2 separate regions of the Mus musculus genome follow, and region 2 is linked to region 1. The links are chromatin contacts, called in public HiChIP or PLAC-seq maps. All regions are on one chromosome and are shown on one strand. Each heading gives the region's core, a stretch centred on a gene start, on an enhancer-like site or on the middle of the called end of the contact. The rest is flanking DNA. Distances are from core to core; before and after follow the strand shown. Region 1 has its middle 130 kb from the start of 1700010I02Rik. Region 2 has its middle 120 kb from the start of Gm24614.

Region 1 (3,600 bases), core at 470-2,969:
TCTAAAGAAAGAAATTGAAGAAGATCTCAGAAGATGGAAAGATCTCCCATGCTCATGGATCGGCAGGATTAATATAGTAAAAATGGCTATCCTACCGAAAGCAATCTATAGATTCAATGATATCCCCATCAAAATTCCAACTCAATTCTTCACTGAGATAGAAAGGGCAATTTGCAAATTCATCTGGAAAAAATAAAAAACCTAGGATAGCAAAAACTCTTCTCAACAATAAAAGAACCTCTGGTGGAATCACCATTCCTGACATTAATCTGTACTACAGAGCAATTGTGATAAAAACTGCATGGTACTGGCACAGTGACTGACTGGTAGATCAATGGAATAGAAGTGAAGACCCAGAAATGAATCCACACAGCTATGGTCACTTGATCTTTGACAACGGAGCTAAAACCATCCAGTGGAAAAAAGACAGCATTTTCAACAAATGGTGCTGGCACAACTGGTGGTTATCATGTAGAAGAATTCGAATGGATCCATTCTTATCTCCTTGTACAAAGCTCAAGTCTAAGTGGATCAAAGACCTCCACATAAGACCAGAGACACTGAAATTAATAGAGGAGAAGGTTAGAAAAGCCTCGAAGATATGGATACAGGGAAAAAAATTCCTAATCAGAACAGCAATGGCTTGCACTGTAAGATTACAAATTGACAAATGGGACCTCATAACATTGCAAAGTTTCTGCAAGGCAAAAGACACTGTCAATAAGACAAAAAGGCCACCAATAGATTGGGAAAGGATCTTTACCAATCCTAAATCTGATAGGGGACTAATATTCAATATATACAAATAACTCAAGAAGCTGGACTCTAGAAATTCAAATAACCTCATTAAAAAATGGGATTCAGAGCTAAACACAGAATTCTCAACTGAGGAATACCAAATGGCTGAGAAACAACTGAAAAAATGTTCAGCATCCTTAATCATCAGGGAAATGCAAATCAAAACAACTCTGAGATTCCACCTCACACCAGTCAGAATGGGTAAGATCAAAAATTCAGGTGACAGCAGATGCTGGCAAGGATGTGGAGAAAGAAGAACATTCCTCCACTGCTGATGGGATTGGGCTAAATTTCTACTTCGTGAGTAACCACATGTAAAGCTGAGAATGGATTAGATCATCAGCAAAAATATGCAGTGAGAAAAGGCAAGGCTCATGCTGGTGGTTTGACTCACCCCTATCAGTGATGTGAGAAGACTGATAAATCTTGGAAGCTAACAAAGTTAAAGGAAGAAGGTATGTGATGAGTGCAGCGAGGGCAAAGCTACCAGGACACTGTGCTTCTTACACATTTCTCTGAGAGTCTTAAAGAGAAAACAAACCAGAACAAAAACAAAAAAGCTGAAACACTGTACAGGAAGATCACATCAATGAGGATGATTTCGTTGCCATGGTGAATACAATTATTCTGGTTGGAAAAAAAATGAGAAGGAAGAAAAACAAAAAGGTTAATTCTTAGATTGGTTTGAAAAAGTAGGTTGTGATAAAAATGTATCTAAAGGAAGATTTTGGTTACCTGAATAGGAAAGATTTGTGTATGTTTAAAGGAAGCCAATGCAAAGGCCAAATATGTAGATGAAGTTAGGGATTATTCTGGTTTAGTGTGGTAAGGCTTCTAAGATCTCCTCCATAAGGTTACTAGCCTGCAGAGTTGGCTAGGTTTCCAGTATACCACATGCTTTTTCTCTTAATAAGTCTGGTATAATTAGAAAAAGCCGTTGGTTACCACCAAAGTATTCATCATACTATTGCACCCTGAGGCCACTGCATTATTCCGGTTGTTGAAGTATGTCACTGGCATCATAGTTAGGTAGAATATTGTTTGCTTCCCTTCTTTGGAGGAAGCATTCATATCTCTTTCTGGTACAAGGATGAAAGTATTCAAGTCACGTTCACCTGTGGGTCTTTGAGCCCTTTGTATAAAGTGTGTGGCATCTTCAGCATAGGAATTAACTTTCCAAGTCTTGAGGCAACCTGGAGCAATAGAAACAACCTATCATGTTTTGAGAGTCTCTCGGAGACTCAACAACTCAACAGCAGGATTTTTATGCCTGGTGTTGGTTACTTTGCTAGATTGTCAATGGCTTTTGGTGGTAGTATTATTATCCCCAATGTGAAATTTTCATTTAAATTATGTGTGTATATTTACACACTGTTTTACATCATTGGTATTTTTAGGTAGTTAATAGTATAATTCCTTATGACTTTTCACACAGTCATTTGGTTATTTTATCTAACTCGATCCTTTTGTATAATAGTCCCTTTCCCTCTTTAATTAAAGAATGCTTAATGTTCCTATTTCCCTCATCAGATAAGTTGTTCACTTCTATTCCTGCCCCTCCATGTTTATCTCTCCTCCCTACCATGGTACCTTTTAATTTTCTGGCTTCTGAAGTTACTTGAGAATATGTAGTCATATCTGAAAGTTTGGAATTAGGAACAAGAAAGCCACAAGTATCAAAAATGCAAAGTTGTGGTACTCTTTCCCAACTGATGTAACTTCAACACAACTTCTCCATCTAAGGCGTATGGATCACTGCTGAAGAATGAATGGAGACTATAAAAGCCTGAGAAACAGAGACTATGATACTTTTTAAACAGTAAGATTTGACCTTGTGAGATTGTGTCTTCTAGAAATGTCAGAATCTGTATCCTGAAGTCTCACCACAATGGCTGCCTAAACAAGGAGGCAAACAATAGAGTTGCTAATGTCAAAGGAGGAACACTCACAAGATCTCCAGCCTAGAAAAGAATGATAGACAACCAAGGAATTTTGAGAGTTAGAGTAAGTATAGTTACTTCTAGGGAAGAAACAGGATTTGATTATACAACGTCAATTGGTCAGCCCTGAAAACCTACATGCACAGAACATTATAGGGACTAAACAGGTTGTACTTACATTTTCAGGAGTGTGTGTGTGTGTGTGTGTGTGTGTGTGTGTGTGTATAACAACAAAATCAAAGCGGGCTGTGACTTTGATAGAAAGCAAGGATAAGGGTATATGGAAGGGTTTAAAGAGATTAAAATCAACGGGAAATGGTGCAATTATGATTTAGAAAAATAAGCCCCTTTCTAAAAACTGATGAAACTTAAATTCATATGATAGAATAAATGCTTATTGTCTGCATTAAAAATACTCAAACTTATCATTTAATCAATAGCAATGAGGCTCTAGTTATCTGTGGTATATCATGGTTTTAAAATGTTCCATTTACAATCTGATTTTTTTTTTTCTGTATAACACCGTTAGCTCATATTGCTTGTAAATCTCCACAGACAGGACATTCCTGAACTCTTCGACACTGGGTATCCTGCACTCACAGAGTACCTGAAAACAAAAAGCATTTAATAAGAACTTATTGAAAAGTAATTGAATATCCATCAGCTAAGAGCATGAAGTCCCCCAATGATTAAGTTCCTGGCTAAGTTTATGTAGTCATTAGGGGCAATGTGGGGTCTTCTGAGTCCACCCCTGACTGAATTTCTACTTTACGTTTTAAGGTTATTAGCAATAAAATTCAGTCAAATCTAATTCCAGTTGGCTATTCTTTTTGAAAGGTTTTAAAGTCAACCTAGCAGCCAC
Region 2 (3,436 bases), core at 764-3,263, 220 kb before region 1:
CCACACATTAATATTCCATTCCCGCGTTAGTCTAGTGTATGGATCCATGTGCTCTCTTTTAGTATTATCCTATTATAAGTGCTTTTTAAGATTGAATTCTGACATAGCTAAAGCCTTCGCCAGTGTTCCAATGTCCCAGAAAGTCCTTGAGCAGATCATGGGCTTGGAATTTAAGAAGAATGTTGCCTATTCAGTGACATTCAGAATTGCCTCTGGTATTACACTATCACTTTGAATAAAAGCTAAGTTACTGCCATACACAGGAAATTACCATCATCTAGGAAGAAGGAAGTTTGAGACCTAAAGAGAAAACAGAATAGATACTTAGAACTATAGATAGCTGAGTTACACCCATACACACGTATTTACAATGGTCTAGGGGAAAGGTGGACTATACAATAGACTAAAATAGGAACTATGGCAAGGGCACAAAGCCCTTGACCCTGGCTTCTAAGATTAAGTGAATCTTAGGTGAAGCTCTTATTGATCCCAGTTGTTAACAGTGAATTCTATCCCAGGTGGTTCCTGTTAGACCATCTGTGTTTGCATTCCTCTGTTTTATGTAAAATCCAGTAACCTCTTTGTACCTTGCAGGTGTGTCACCCAACTTCCTTATTTTCCTCTGTATAAAAAGTTTGATGCTTGATTTGACAAATTACATTCAGATTCTACACAACCTCTCCTGTGTGCATCTGTCTGTCATTCCATCTGATGCTTTGCCCACCTGCCCCAGAGACCCGTTCCACGCAAAGGGGCCCAGAGGGTCTGCAGCATATGTGTACGTGTGTGTGTGTGTGTGTGTGTGTGTGTGTGTGTGTGTGTGTGTGTGTGTGTGTGTTTTACAACAGTGTGCAAGTTTTGCAGTCAACCTCTGCAAGTAAGCACATGTGATCACCTAAGAGACTAGTCTTTGGAATCAACTGATCAAAGTATGAAGTTTGACTTGTTTAGAAAATCTATTTAACCTGCTTCTTCTCTAGATTTTCTTTTTGTAAAGGATGCTATACAATTATTATTTCCTGAAATTGTGTGGATTAAGTGAAATGAGAGTTTCAAAGTATTAAAAAGCTCCTGACTAATCAATTGATTAGGTGGTACAGCACTATTATTAAAAACAGTGAACAACTAAGATTCTTTTCTAGAATGACTTCCCATAAAATCCTTTTGTACAAAACCTCCTGGTGTTGGTGGTAGTGGTAGTGGTAGTGGTAGTGGTAGTGGTAGTGGGTAGTGGTAGTGGTAGTAATGGCAGTGGAAATATTGATTAAGAGTTGCTGGAAGCAATGAGGATTTAAAAGTACAATAAGGTAACATAAATATGATGATGTGAAAAGGTTGTTTAGACAGTGTCTAAGCAGAAATTTTTTTCTTTCCCACAACGTAGTTACTTCTTCCCTTAAGCAATACACACTGCAGCATTCAGTATGAGTCATACCTATAGAGTATGTGCAATAATAACAATGTACTTGCAGGTCTCAACATGAGTAGAGAAACGAAAGATCAAGATATACAACTTAATATGAATAATAATTAAAGAGAAAGCAAAACTATTTTGCCAGAAGCAAAGCATCCCTGACTCAGTGTTATAGGCAGTAAGGGTCACCTCAGGACACAGAGCATCATGGCGTGAGAACGGAGACAAAAACAATGACTCAGAATGAAAGCTATAAGATGAATCAGTCCACAAGGTTCAGAGTTTTAATAAAGAGATGTGAGCTATAATTGATGAGCAGTTAAGGAAAACAATATTGCTCAAGCCATGATGTAGATTACACTTTTCTCAAGTGGTTATTTTCTGTATTTAAAATCTCAAAGTAAAAATTCTGCAGTCTTTTGAGTGAGATATACGATTACATTTCTCTTTGTCTTTCACTGCTCCTTTCTAGCTGGAGAAACAGATTCTTTTTACAGACATCGCATCCTATAAAACACCTAATAAGTTGAAATGTTGTAAAACAAACACCTAACCCACTGATTCAGCACACATTCCTTTCGCTCATCGAGTACTTCTTTTGTGAGCAGTCAATAGGTTTCTAAGGATGAGAATAGCATTTGTCTTGGGTCAGCTTCAGTCTCCTGCTAGTTTGAGAGCATTTTTGTCATAACCATACAGTTTTTTTTTTTAAGCTAACTTATACTTCTCTCCTGTATGACAACTATGAAAACTTAGGTCTCATGAAATCCTTTTCACTGAATGGTGCCAAAAGCATACCTGCTGAAGGAATACTATCAGTGAGCTAGAGAGAAATTGAGTAAAACTAGGAGGCCTTAACTGGAGAGGAAAGATCAATACAGAAGACAGAGGTGAGTAAAATAACACCAGGGATGTCTGAAAAGAGCCAAAAGGAATCACATTACTATTTATTTACCCAAATCACACTCAATAGATATAAATCTATGTGTGCACATATACGTATATGTGCTTTAAATTGTGTTATCCAACTTGGGCTGAAAATGCTCCCCTAAAGAACATAGACTAACAGCAATAGCAACAACACCAACAACTCAGTATCTATTATGAGAAACCTCCTTTTTGTCCAAGAGATTCTCAGAACAATATGAACTGTTGCTGCTGTTACACTTGATTGCCTCCTAGGGGTTGAAAATATGTCCTATTGATTAAAACACTCTGGACATAAGACCTAGAGGATTCATGTTGAATCTGACCTAAATAATCCAGTCCTAAAGACTAAAATCTGTAATACTAGTAGGGGTTATGCAAGCTTCCAAAGTGGGAAGGGGGACAATAATCCTACCCTGCTGTGCATCACAATGATGAACAATACGATAGGATATCACTAAACATCTAATAGGGATATGCTAAGAGGACTAAAATTAAGAGCTCTCTTATTGAACTTAAGGCTCACTTAATTGTGCTGATGAGGTCATTGATCTTAGAGCAGAACCTACTATCACCACTTTATCGAAACAGAAACAGAATAATTTCTAGCTGTGTTCTAAATATTTATCCTTATATCTACAGGTAAGTACAGTTTTTGTCTATCCACAAAGAAAGTTTTATTTATAGATGGAGACAATAACAGAAAGCTATAACCAGTCAGAATGCAGAGAACAAATAATAATGGGGCAACTGATACATGTACAACAGAGTTTCTGAATATAAGGCTCACGGGACAAGGTAAAATAGGACAGAAATATTGTAAAATCCAGAGGACTAGTCAATATTCTGTTTCTAAGAAATTACACAGAGGCATCACTCATGATAGACACCTCAGCAACACACTGCCTAAAAAAAGACACAAATAAGTACACCACAAACAGTCATATAAAAGCAGAAATCTTACAGGGCCCTATCCCTAGATAAAGAGTCATAGGTACCCAAGGATTATTGAGAGAGGGAGAAGTAGTGTGGTGGATTGAATAGGAACAGAAAATATCATCCTGATTGAGGTAACCCAGGGACAAAAGAACACAC

What was found. HiChIP or PLAC-seq counts read pairs in DNA pulled down with a chosen protein or histone mark.
Region 2: a CTCF HiChIP or PLAC-seq map of the NIH/3T3 cell line shows a contact between it and region 1, with 10 read pairs. The contact joins two enhancer-like sites. A contact is called at or near these places in 1 of 15 datasets of contacts at CTCF or cohesin (the NIH/3T3 cell line) and 1 of 115 datasets of contacts at active chromatin or transcription factors (embryonic fibroblasts).

What each region holds. Positions count from the first base shown.
Region 1 is chr3:8,082,505-8,086,104 of GRCm38.p6, reverse strand. No RefSeq gene overlaps it. Among named protein-coding and RNA genes, the nearest start is that of 1700010I02Rik, 130 kb to the right of the region's middle. Within about 2 kb of position 1,719, at least 10 of the 459 cell types and tissues checked have an H3K27ac peak or open chromatin away from gene starts, as enhancers often do. A contact at or near this core is called in the NIH/3T3 cell line and embryonic fibroblasts, where this site is marked.
Region 2 is chr3:8,305,693-8,309,128 of GRCm38.p6, reverse strand. No RefSeq gene overlaps it. Among named protein-coding and RNA genes, the nearest start is that of Gm24614, 120 kb to the left of the region's middle. Within about 2 kb of position 2,013, at least 20 of the 459 cell types and tissues checked have an H3K27ac peak or open chromatin away from gene starts, as enhancers often do. A contact at or near this core is called in the NIH/3T3 cell line and embryonic fibroblasts, where this site is marked.